3 separate regions of the Macaca mulatta genome follow, and regions 1 and 3 are each linked to region 2. The links are chromatin contacts, called in public Hi-C maps. All regions are on one chromosome and are shown on one strand. The core of a region is the stretch at or near the end of the contact, and the rest is flanking DNA. Distances in the headings are between cores, read along the strand shown.

Region 1 (4,174 bases), core at 1,200-3,699, 160 kb before region 2:
ATTTTGTAGGGGGCTCTCTGAGACATATCTGGTTACTTGGGGGTGGGGTCTTCATTCCTAAAGATTATGCGGATCCTAGCTATAGTGTGGGGGCCCCAGTGGAGGAACAGTGTCAGATCGCAAGACATCCTTATATTCCCTGGGAGAGTTTAGAGAGGAGTCTCTTTTCTCTTCTTTTATTATTGCTTTTGGAATCCCGCTTCCTGAAGGGAGCTCTCAGGTACTCTGAGGTGACATCACCATTATACAGGAGGAGGCTAATTCCTGGAGAAGGGGGTGGGGTTCGCTTTCCTTTGACATCTCTTTTCCCTTATGAGGACTATCAATTCTTTGGGGGTAGTTCTCCATCTCTGGGGGCCCATTTCCTGGAGGGGATTTTATATTTCCTGGTGATTGCCCATATCTGGGGGCGTCTTTGGTCCCTTGCGGGAGAGTCTTAGGTTCCTTGAAAGTTTCCATGGGGGCTGTTCTCTGGGTTGGGGGGTCTCATTCTTAAGGGAGTGACCAGCTTTTGGGGGGGGTCCCTATTCCCAGGAGAACTTTTTCTCTGCATCTCAAACAGTCCCCTGGGGGCTTATGCAGCTTCTCCGTTCACTAGAGGATCCCTCCTCTGGCATTTCCTGTTCCGGGGAGATGCCTCTTTCTGGATGACCCTTCTCTCTCCAGTAACCCCTTTTTTTTTAATTAATTAATTAATTTATTTATTTTTTTTGAGACAGAGTCTCGCTTAGTCGCCCAGGCTGGAGTGCAATGGCGCGATCTCGGCTCACTGCAAACTCCGCCTCCCGGGTTCACGCCATTCTCCTGCCTCAGCCTCCCGAGTAGCTGGGACTACAGGCGCCCGCCGCCTCGCCCGGCTAATTTTTTGCATTTTTAGTAGAGACGGGGTTTCACCGTGTTAGCCAGGATGGTCTCGATCTCCTGACCTCGTGATCCGCCCGCCTCGGCCTCCCAAAGTGCTGGGATTACAGGCGTGAGCCACCGCGCCCGGCCAGTAACCCCTTTTTTGGAAACCCCTCCCTTGAGGACCTCCTGATCCTCTGTCCCTCACACAGGTCATGATGTTTGGCAGCACCGCCATCGCCCTGGAGTTGCTGAAGCAAGGTGCCAGCCCCAATGTCCAGGACACCTCCGGCACCAGTCCAGTCCATGACGCAGCCCGCACTGGATTCCTGGACACCCTGAAGGTCCTAGTGGAGCACGGGGCTGATGTCAACGCGCCTGATGGCACCGGGGCACTTCCTATCCATCTGGCGGTGCAAGAGGGTCACACTGCTGTGGTCAGCTTTCTGGCGGCTGAATCTGATCTCCATCGCAGGGACGCCAGGGGTCTCACACCCCTGGAACTGGCACTGCAGAGAGGGGCTCAGGACCTCGTGGACATCCTGCAGGGGCACATGGTGGCCCCGCTGTGATCTGGGGTCACTCTATCCAGGAAGAGAACCCCGTGGGGTTATGTATCAGAAGAGAGGGGAAGAAACACTTTCTCTTCTTGTTTCTCCTGCCTGCTGCCGCAGTAGGGGAGGAGCACCAGTTTGTGGCTTATAGGTGTTGGTTTTTGGGGTGTGTGGGTATTTGGGGGACGTTTCTCATTTGTTTTTCTCACTCCTTTTGGTGTGTTGGACAGAGAAGGGCTCCTGCAGGCCACAGCCACCTAAACGGTTCAGTTTTTTCTGCGCCCCAGGCTGTTGGGGCCTCAGACAAGACCCAAGGGCAGAGCGTTTAAGAGTGAAATCACCTCCAGGGAGCGTAGAACCTGGTGACCTTGGCTGGCTGTGCTCAGAGACCTGAAGTGTGCACGTTGCTTCGGGCACAGGGGGTGGGGGGAGAGTCCCAAATCAGTAAGAAGGTAGAATGAGTTATTCATATTCTGTTGGAAGCTTGTTTTCCAGTCTCTTGTACAGCGTTTTAAAAGAAATGGATTCTATTTATTATGCTTTATTGGAAAAAAATGTTGTAATAATTTAATGTTTTTACCCATTAAATTAAGACTTGTGCATGATCACAGCGCGGGTGGCTTCAGATTTTTGAGTCTGGGATGGAGAGTTACACATCCCGGATGTTGATGGGGATGAGGACGGGGGTCGGGGATCGTGGATGCGGTGGGTGAGGGGAGAGAATAGTAATTCCCAGGGCGCCAGGGTGAGTGAGCTGGGTGGGGCAGCGGTTTTCGCTGTCGGAACGGAAGGGAAGCAGGAAACCGCGAGTGGAGAAAGGGCCCCCAGATGTCAGCTGGGTGCCCGGAGCACCGGGGGTGGGGCGGGTGGGCGGTGGCCGCGGCCTTCCCCGCAGGGGCGTAGCGGTGGGCGGTGACTGCGGTCATGAGGCGAAGGGGATCCCGGAAAAGCCAGGGGCGGGGTTAGGTGCGGTCCGCCTCTTTTGAAATTGGATGCGGGCGGGACCGAGGGCGGCCCCGCCCCGTCCAGGGCGTCCTCAATGCGCGTGCGCAATGGGCCACAGAGCCGCCATGCCGGAACCGCGCGGGTCGTCGCAGCTGCGGGTGAACACGGCGTTTGCCGCGCGGTACAACCGCTACCGGGAGCGCGAGGAACTGCAGCGGCGTGAGTCCGGGGCGCATGCGCGCGGGAGCCTGCTTGCGATGGGCGGTTGGGAAGTGGGGAGTCGAGCTGGTCCAGCCGGCTGACCTGGGGGGCATCCCGTCTGTGTCCCGCAGTGAAGGATCGCTACGGGGACCGGGACAGCGGCAGCGACTCCAGCTCTGAGTCGGACTCCAGCGACGAGCGCGTGGTGCGCGTCCGCGCCCCGTCCTGGACGTGCGGAGGCGTCCAAGCCCCCCCACTGCACTCCGACCCCGATGTAGACAGGGGGGCAACCCCCGACCCCAGAGCGCCCTGCGGGAGCGTCCATCCCCCGTTCCCCATCCCATGAGGGACAGACAGCGCCCTCCCTCTCCCTAGGAGAGCCAAATCCCCCTTATTTTCTCCCCCCTGCTAACATCCACCTGCCCACTCTGATGTGTGGGGCGACTCTGTCCCCTAGGAACCCCCCTTTCCCCTTTCATCCTCGAGTCTAGCCATTTTTTAGTGTACTCCTTGCGCCACGTGGGGTGCCCAACTTCTCACATCAGCCCTGATCTTGGCCCCACTGTACGGCCTGGCCCAGCCCCTCCCCACTGTCTCCCTTGTGCCCTCGGCCCACCTGCCCCTTGTCAAGTCCTTGTCTTCCCCAGGAATTACCTTCTCCTTGCCCCCATCTTTCTCTACCCATATCCTGTATCTACCTGTGGCCTGCCCCTGCCCACCCCAAGAGGTCCCCTCTCTCTCCTGCTGTTTGACCGCTTTCCTCTCTTCCCCAGCCAGATCCCCGCTCCCTCCATCCTAATCCCTACTGCTGAGCTCACTTGGCTGGTGCCAGGGCTCTTATTACCCCCCTTCTGAAACCTATCCCCAACCCTTTTCCCGTCCTAGGAATTTGACCCCCAGCAGGAGCGGGACTTTTACAAAACGCTCTCCTTGTTGAAGAAGAAGGACCCCCGCATTTATCAGAAAGATGCCACCTTCTATAACAGAACAGGTCCGGGGCCACTCCTGTCTAAGCCTCTCCTTCCTCAGGAACAGAATGCGGGGTCCTTTCCTGAATGGATTCAGAGAAGTGACTTGACTTCTCTGAGCCTCCTTTCCTGTCTGTAAAGTGTATCTAACGGTAGCATCGCCCCTCAGGGCTGTTTTAAGGATAGATTGGGACTTGCCCAGTTTACACAATTCATCTGTTTTGACTGTTGAATGAATTGCTTCACAAGTCACAAGTCCTTAGCAGAGCCTAGGTTATTACCTGGTGGTGGGGTTAATGACTTTGTCCTTGGCACTGTTCAATTTGGGAATTGCTGACTGAATGATTTCAACTCCACCAGGCTGGGCAGGTGGTTCAAGCATCTAATCCTGGCACTTTGGGAGGCTGAGGTGGGAGGGTCAGTTGAGGCCAGGAATTTGAGACCAGTTTGGGTGACATAGCGAGACCCCATCTCTTTTTTTATTTTTTTGAAACGGAGTTTCACTCTTGTTGCCCAGGCTGGGCTGCAAAGGCGCAATCTCAGCTCACTGCAACCTCCGCCTCCCAGGTTCAAGCAATTCTCCTGCCTCAGCCTCCTGAGTAGCTAGGATTACAGGCATGTGCCACCATGCCCAGCTAATTTTGTGTTTTTAGTAGAGACAGG
Region 2 (3,979 bases), core at 705-3,204:
TTCCCAATTCCCGCAACCCCCCCCCATCCACATCACAGGCAGGAGACACATAGCAGGGTTTGCACCGATGGGGGGTGGGGTAGGGACCGGGGACAGAGCGACAGTGCAAAGCAACTTAGGGGTCTCTCTCCTCAGTCCCCAGGGCTGGAGGTGCTGTGCTGGCAGATTAGGAAATGCTCGGCGTTGATGGGGAAGCTTCCGGCGCCCTATCCCCGGTTCTGGAAGCTGAGGCTCCGGGAACGCTGTTTTGCTGAAGCTGGGCAGCTCCAGTCTCCAGAGCCAGGAAGAGACCCCCGCGCCGATCCGGGAATCCCTGACATCTCGGATTCTCTCCCAACACCCCCATGCTGCTGACCGGGCCGAAGCCCTGAAGGGCATACGGTGGGGGTGGGGGTATGGCTTTCTTGGGGAGCCGGGGAACTCCCTACAGTCCTGGCCCCCTCCCACCATGGCACCGGGTCCCCCTCCCCACCGCAGCTCGCAGCCCCAAGCTTACCTTGCGGGGGGGCTGGGGAGGGGATGCCCCGCCCTCTCTGGCCTGGGGGGCGGGAGGGGACGGGGGTGTCCAGACCCTTTGTTTGCTGGTGTGTGTGTATGTGTGTGTGCGATTGTGAGAGCCGCCGGGGTGTGGGTCCGTGCGCGCGCGTGCCCGGGCCGTGACAGCCACTGATGTGCTGGACTGCCAGGGTAGAGGTGAAGAGGGAGGGGGAGGAGATGGGGACTCCTCCGCCCCTGGCCGCCCACTCGCGGGTTTGAATGAAGCGCGAGGGGGAGGGGCGGCAGCGGGAGGGCGTTTTTGTCCGATGGCCCCTCCCCCTCCATGCACTGGGGAATTCCCCCCATCTGGAGACTTTCGCTCGCTCTCTCCGGGCACCGCCTGCGACGTCGGCTCCAGGGGAGACTGGGAAGAGGCGCCCCTCACCCGAGTGGCTGGAGCTCCTCCTATCCAGCCTGACCCCCGATGGAGCACCCTTTAATCTAAAATAATCCTGGCCCGAGACTGCAACGCGGCCTATTATCCTGGTATAAAAGCGCGGATTGGGATGCGTGGAAGTGTGAGGCCAGGGCCCTGCATGCTTAGAGTAATGGAGTCCTTAGAGCCCCGGCGGAGGAAGGGTACCCCCAGACAAACGGGGAGGGACTATGCGTGACCCCAGACTGTGACGAAAAGGAAAGCCCCCTTCCACCCCTCCAAGATTCCCCCACCAAGCGCGGGACCAGGAATACGCGCCGTAGGCTAGACTCTAGCGACACCCAGCGGTCACGCGGGGTGGGGCGCCGAGACCCGTTATGGGGGGTCCGGGTGATTCCAAAGTGTGTGTGTGTGTGTGTGTGTGTGTGTGTATGTGCGCGCGCGCGAGTCCTTGCTGCTAATGGCCGGAGCTGGAGGACGAGGAGAAGGCTCCCAAGGCAGAGCCACAATCTCCCCTCTATGTTTAACCCCTCAAGGGGAGGGCCATACCACCCTCGATTTAGACACCCCCAGGGCAGGTCCAGTCCTCCTCGGGCTGAGAAAGTCCCAGGAGTCGTCAGGCGCCCCTCTCCAGAGCAGGCTTAGGTCCCCGTTTACGAAGGGCAGGGGGAGGGCCTTCCCGCCGTGTCCGTACCCCTTGCAGACGTCACTGCGGCGTAGCTGAGGGGACAGTCCTCTTAGTCTCATCAACCGTCCTCTCCCTGCCACCCCAAACGCCCACCGTGGAGAGGCGGGAGATGAGGGGGGCTAGGAGTTGAAGTGCCCACTCGTATGCCCCCAGGAGACCTAGCGGAGCCCCTGCGCCCGATAAGGTGGAGTCTCTGCGGGAACTCCAGGGGACTGGAACGCTTGCGCAAGGCCCTTTAAGGCAGAATGGGTAGCCAGTGCCGCTGCCGCGGTTACTAGGGATGTGACGTCAGGCATGGGCGGGGTTTCCCCCGCACTCGGGCGGAAGCGGAAGGGGCGGGGCTCCGCGCACCAAGTCTCCAGCGCCGCCGCCGTCGCCGCCAACCGAGCCGTAGCGGGCTGGGCCGCCAAGGCAAGATGGTGGACTACAGCGTGTGGGACCACATTGAGGTGTCTGATGATGAAGACGAGACGCACCCCAACATCGACACGGCCAGCCTCTTCCGCTGGCGGCATCAGGTAAGGCGCGCGCGCCCATCCCTTTCCCCACTCCCGGACCCCGCTCCAGAGTTGTGGTCCCCGATACTGCCTAGGGACCCCACTGTTCACACCTAGGATTCTCACCCCCTCAGTCTGGACTTTCAGGAGCCTCGATTCAACTCCAGGACCCCAGTACCACTGGTACCCTGAGTCCTTGCTCGGGATCTCCCCCCAACCCCCTGCTCCGATTTTTGCGTGGGATTCCCTATTCACCCCCTAGAACTTCTTCAGTCTGGACTCCCTTAGACGAGTCTCCCTAATTCTGTTCGGAGTTAACATTTACACCCAGAACTCTGCCTCAAAGTTTGGTCCCCAAATTCTTCTAGATGATCCCTCATCCTATTCGGGTATCCACTCCCTATCTGGGATCTCACGTCGCCCTCCCCCACCTCCGTAGTCTGGACCCCCAATACTTTGGTCTGTCCTGGGATCTACTTTCCGGGATCTTGATCCGGGGTTCCCATTCAGATCCGGAGTCGCCACTCCTTTTCTAAACGGTACAAGGAACTCTGTGCTACTCTGATATTCCTGTCCCTGCCCACACCCGGGACCCCCTTCCTAGAGTGTAGAGCCGTCCCCCTTCAGGATCCTTAGTCTCACCGAGGACTTCGGTTGTGGAACCTGGTTCCCCTCTGGATCTAACTACCAGCTCCACCCCGACAGAGCCTCACATTCCAGCCTCTCCTTTGGCCTCGGGTAGACCCATTTCCCATTAGACCAGGAAATCCTGCCCACGTGGCTTCCGGCCCAGCCAGAGCCCCTGCCCCTACTTGGTATTGCAGACCCTGTCACCACCCACCTCCCAGACTGGCTTCCTGTATGAGCCTTGGCCAGCATTGGAAACTCCCCTAACTCAAGCCCAGGACCCCAAACCCACCCCACCTTGTATCCCCAACCTGATCGCTACTCTGTGACCCAAATTGTCCCTGCTCTTTTCCAGGGACTCCTGGTCTGATTCTAAATTCACTACCCCTTCTTCTATCGGACCACAACAGAACCCCCAAATCCAGACCCCAGAATCCCAAGTCTGAGTGATCCATGTCCTACCACCCCCTCAGTGCTCACAAGCCAATGGGGTGACTAAGACTTAAAGGTTTAACCTCCTGCTACCCCAAATCACATATCAGTGTCTGTTGTACTCTTTTTTTTTTTGAGATGGAGTTTCCTTCTTGTCGCCCAGGCTGGAGTTCAGTGGCACAATCTTGGCTCACTGCAACCTCTGCTTCCCGGGTTCAAGCAATTCTCCTGCCTCAGCCTCCTGAATAGCTGGGATTACAGGCATGCGGCACCACGCCTGGCTAGTTTTGTACCTTTAGTAGAGACGGGGGTTTCTCCATGTTGGTCAGGCTGGTCTCGAACTCCTGACCTCAGGCGATCCACCCACCTCGGCCTCCCAGAGTGCTGGGATTACAGGCGTGAGCCACTGCACCCAGCCATGTTGTACTCTTAAACTAAGGGCATATACCTTTCAGAACCTTCTAGTGAGGATCTCTTACCCCACCCTCTCATAGGACAACTCCCCATCATTTATCCAAGAAACAACTAGAAGTTCCCTTCCCCATCATTTTGGAATACTCCAGAATACGGCATTAGTCTCTTTATCTAGCTCCCAGTCCCACCTCCAGACCTCTTCCTTAAATCCTGAGTCTCCTGGGTAGTGTACCTGCCAAGCAAGCCACTGGAGTGTGGGAAGAAAGTTCTAGCGCTTCTATTTCTTGCCGTGTGTAACATTTTATTATGAAATATTTAAGACTTCCACAAAGCTCCAAAGACTATTCTTGGGAAGACCTATTTCTGTCACATAAAGAGGTTAATCTTTACTACTGTGGAGAATGGTTT
Region 3 (3,672 bases), core at 41-2,540, 140 kb after region 2:
ATGTCTGAGCCCAGCACTGCCCCACTTCAAAGATTCTTGTCTCGGATTTGTTCTATCTTGGATGGGGGTGTGAGAACATTGACTCCATATATTTTCCAAGGGAGATTCTGGGACCATTCCCATTTCATAAAGGGAAATGGTTACTCAGTTAGAAAGCAGTGTGATCTGGGTCTGAGTCTGGATCAGAACGCTTTGTTTTTTGAGACCAAATCTCTCTATGTCTCCCAGGCTGGAGTGCAGTGGCACCATCTCAGCTCACTGCAACCTCCGCCTCCTGGGTTTAAGGGATTTTCCTGCCTCAGCTTCCCGAGTAGCTGGGATCACGGGTGCCCACCGCCATGCCAGCTAATTTTTGTATTTTTAGTAGAGACGGGCTTTAGTAGAGACCATGTTGGCCAGGCTGGTCTCCAACTCCTGACCTTAAGTGATTCACCAGTCTGGGCCTCCTAAAGTGTCAGGATTACAGGCATGAACCACCACGCTGGCCTGGATCTGAGGCTTTGTTGAGCTGTTAACCAAGCTGTCAATCTCCCACCTTCCTGGTTCCCCAAACTTACACCACCCGGAAAGATCCTCTGACCCCTTCCCTCTGTCCTAGCTAGGCTGGAGCTGGGGGAGGGTGTGCTGGCGCCTCCCACTTCTCAGCCTTGGGCCACGGATAAGTCAGCTCTGGAATTCCCCTGAGTAGAAGCAGCCCTGGACTTCCCCAGGGGCAGAGAGGATGAGGAACAGAATATACATCTTGAAGTGGGTGGGGGTCCCTTAAGCCTTGTTGGGTTGGCACACAGCCAAGTTCCCAAACCATCATGATTGAGTCCTGGGGCCAGGTGCTGTGCTGGGCCAAGATACCCTGCCAGGTGGCTGCTATGACGTTTCCCGTTTTACAGCTGAGAAACTGAAGTTTAAGAGGCCCAATCTAGCCAAGCAAGGCGGTGGCTCACACAAGAGCCCAGGAGTTCAAGACCGGCCTGGGCAACAAAATGAGGTCTGCCCCTCCCCTCCATCTCCAACCCCCTTTTTCAAAGCTGCAATGTATAGCCCGAGGCCACACGTGGAGGTGATGCAGGGTCTGGATTCGAACCCACTGACTGTTGCCTTTCAATCGCTGTCTCTAGCCCACCTTCCCATAAACAGCTACCTAAGTATGCATGACCTGACCTGGGAACCGGTCCTCCCGGAGTTTTGCGGAGCTGGCCCGATGGCAATCCCCACCCCTGACTCACCTAGGAGCAGAGCCCCGAGCAGGACCACGAGTATGGGCAGCGCGGGCTGGGGGCCGCTGGGAGCCATAGCGAGGCCGAGGTTGCAGCTCTGAGTAGCAGAGGAGCTCAGCGTCGAGTGGGACGCAGTGGGGCGCGAGGTCCTTTATAGAGCTAGCCACCTGGGGGCTAAGGGGCGGTGCTGCTTTCCCGGAAACCTCGCGCCTTCCCCTCCGGAACAAATGCTGCTGTATTTCCGGACTGAGAGGGTGCCAGGGCCGAGCAGGGTCGTCCTCCCTCTCTGGCCGCTGCAGCTCCGGAATTTCCGAGCTAAAGCAATCGGGCGGCGGTGGCGGGGCGATGACCCCGGGGGCTGCTCCCGGTCCACACGCCTCCCGTTCCCCGGCCAGGCTAAGCTTGAATCACGGTCTACACCGCGCTAAGCGGTTTATTAAGTACTGTTAAATACTGCCAACTACCCCGGAGAGTGGGGACTGTTACTGTGTCCATTTCACAAAGCAGTAAACTGAGACTCCAGGCTGCGAAGGGATCCGAACTCAAGTCCTCTCTCTCCAGTTTACGCAGGCCTCTTTAATCGAGTGGATGAGCCCCTTGCCTGGGTGGGGGACCAGGAATCCTCCCCGGGCTCCCTCCACTGAGGGGTGCCCCTCCCCCTAGGGTCACGTCCCCACCCAGCTAACACGGGCATTTCTCAAGAAGCGGCCAGAGCAGAGCCAGGCACCTCCCGGCTAACGCGAACCGTGGGAGTGACGATGCGCGGTCTCACCACGTCCGGGGAAATCGGTGTCCTCCCTCTACACCCGTGGGCACTCACACCCCCGCGGCCTCCTCGCTTCCCCTTTCGGCCTTGGCCGCGGGAGGGTCTTTACAGCTCCCAGAAAAAGGAAGGAAGCTGCGTGATCCCCACGCGCCGAGCCCTTCCGCTGGCGTCCCAGGCTCCGCGGGGAAACTGAGGCGGCTAGCTTGGATCTTGACGAGGGAGGAGAGGGGGGCGCTCGAAACCCCTACCTGTCGCTGGGAAACTGAGGCTGCAGCCCCCAGGCGCCGAGGCGAGGCAGGGAGAAGGGGCGCTCGAACCCCTTCCTGCAGCTGGGAAACAAGGCAGCCCCCAGGCTCCGAGGTGAGGCAGGGAGAGGGGGTGCTCGAACCCTTGCCCTCCGCGCGAGGCTCCCGCAACCCAGGCGCGTGCATTAAATATGAGTGGGTGTTTGCTTGGCCACCGCCTGTGCGTGTGACCCCAAGACTCGACATCCACCACGTCGAGGCTGGGGACTCTGAAGTCTCCAAGCGCCAAGCCGCGCCGCCTAAGGCTTTCCTGTTGTGGGGCGCGCGCGGCGTCGCCGTGGAGATCTCAGAGGGGCCAGGGAGGTCGCGCAGCAGAAAGGGAAGCGAAGGGGCCTGGGACGCGCAGGCCCTTCCTATCGGGGAAGGGGGCTGCGAGTCACTGGCCATCCAGAGACGCATATTTTCCCCGCCTCGGTCATTCCCAAGGAATTTCCACGGGGTTATTTTTTTCTTGGGGGGCTGAGGGGTACTGAATTCCCGCCCCGGAACGGCCTGAGCAAAGTCACAGAGTGGGACTGGGGACGTCCCTGGTCCTCAGACGGCCTGGGAAAATCCTGCGCCACGGGTTCTTCCTCGGGCGGGTTCTACGGACTCGCGCCCCAGCCCGAGGTGCGCGGGCGGCGAGCTCCCCCGCGCGGTCCAAGTCCCACTTGCAGCCACAATGGCGCCGTTCTTTTCTCAACATGTGGCTCAATGTTTATTAAGCGCCTACTGTGTGCTTGGCATCCTTTCAGGTACTGGGGACGCAAGAATGAACAGAGTCAGACAAAAATCCAGCTGGGCGCGGTGGCTCCCGTCTGTAATCCCAGCCTTTTGGGAGGCCGAGATGGGAGGATCCCTTGAGCCCAGGAGTTCAAGACCAGCCTGGGCAACATAGGGAGACCCCGTCTTTACACAAATACAAAAATTAGCTGAGTGTGGTGGTGCATCCCTGTAATTCCACCTACTTGGGAGGCTGAGGCAGGAGAATCTCTTGAACCCGGCAGGCGGAGGTTGCAGTGAGCCAAGATCCATGCACTGCACTCCAGCCTGTGTGACAGAGTGAGACTCTGCCTCAAAAAAAAAAAAAAAAAAAGGAACATCCAGGAGACAAGCGTGGCTGGAGCAGGCTTAGCAAAGGAAGAGACTGGAGGGGAGGAGCAGGCAGGGAGATGACAGGGCAGATAAGTGAAAGTGCCTGTCACCTGGGGAGGACTTTGTTGTTTTGTCTGTTTGTGAACCCCAGTCTCATTCTGTCACCCGGGCTGGAGTGCAGTGGCGTGATCTCGGCTCACTGCAACCTCTGCCTCTCAGGTTCAAGTGATTCTCCCTCCTCAGCTGGGGCTACAAGGGTGCGTCACCATGCCTAATTTTTGTATTTTTAGTAGAGATGGGGTTTCGCCAGGTT

What was found. Hi-C and Micro-C count contacts between places; a contact is called where the count stands out from the background.
Region 1: a Hi-C map of fetal cortex germinal zone shows a contact between it and region 2, with 4 times the contacts expected there. The contact joins the promoter of KRI1 here to the promoter of CDC37 in region 2. A contact is called at or near these places in 3 of 14 Hi-C or Micro-C datasets (fetal cortex germinal zone, fetal cortical plate and liver).
Region 3: a Hi-C map of fetal cortical plate shows a contact between it and region 2, with 2.5 times the contacts expected there. The contact joins the promoter of ICAM1 here to the promoter of CDC37 in region 2. A contact is called at or near these places in 4 of 14 Hi-C or Micro-C datasets (CD4 T cells, cortical neurons, fetal cortex germinal zone and 1 more).

What each region holds. Positions count from the first base shown.
Region 1 is chr19:11,286,039-11,290,212 of T2T-MMU8v2.0, reverse strand. KRI1 (KRI1 homolog) reads left to right here and starts at 2,449. Exons shown (of 19, transcript XM_015122862.3): 1 at 2,449-2,561; 2 at 2,675-2,748; 3 at 3,429-3,534. The coding sequence starts at 2,450. CDKN2D (cyclin dependent kinase inhibitor 2D) reads left to right here. Exons shown (of 2, transcript NM_001266521.1): 2 at 1,056-1,952. The coding sequence ends at 1,415.
Region 2 is chr19:11,130,553-11,134,531 of T2T-MMU8v2.0, reverse strand. CDC37 (cell division cycle 37, HSP90 cochaperone) reads left to right here and starts at 1,954. Exons shown (of 8, transcript XM_077977429.1): 1 at 1,954-2,119. The coding sequence starts at 2,018. It overlaps PDE4A (phosphodiesterase 4A), which reads right to left and starts at 758. Exons shown (of 17, transcript XM_028839945.2): 1 at 497-758. It overlaps LOC144336665 (a long non-coding RNA gene), which reads right to left. Exons shown (of 3, transcript XR_013408923.1): 3 at 3,302-3,524. LOC144336672 (a long non-coding RNA gene) reads left to right here. Exons shown (of 2, transcript XR_013408930.1): 2 at 1-614.
Region 3 is chr19:10,989,955-10,993,626 of T2T-MMU8v2.0, reverse strand. It overlaps ICAM1 (intercellular adhesion molecule 1), which reads right to left and starts at 1,290. Exons shown (of 7, transcript NM_001047135.1): 1 at 1,224-1,290. The coding sequence starts at 1,290. It overlaps LOC144336653 (a long non-coding RNA gene), which reads left to right and starts at 2,073. Exons shown (of 4, transcript XR_013408910.1): 1 at 2,073-2,340.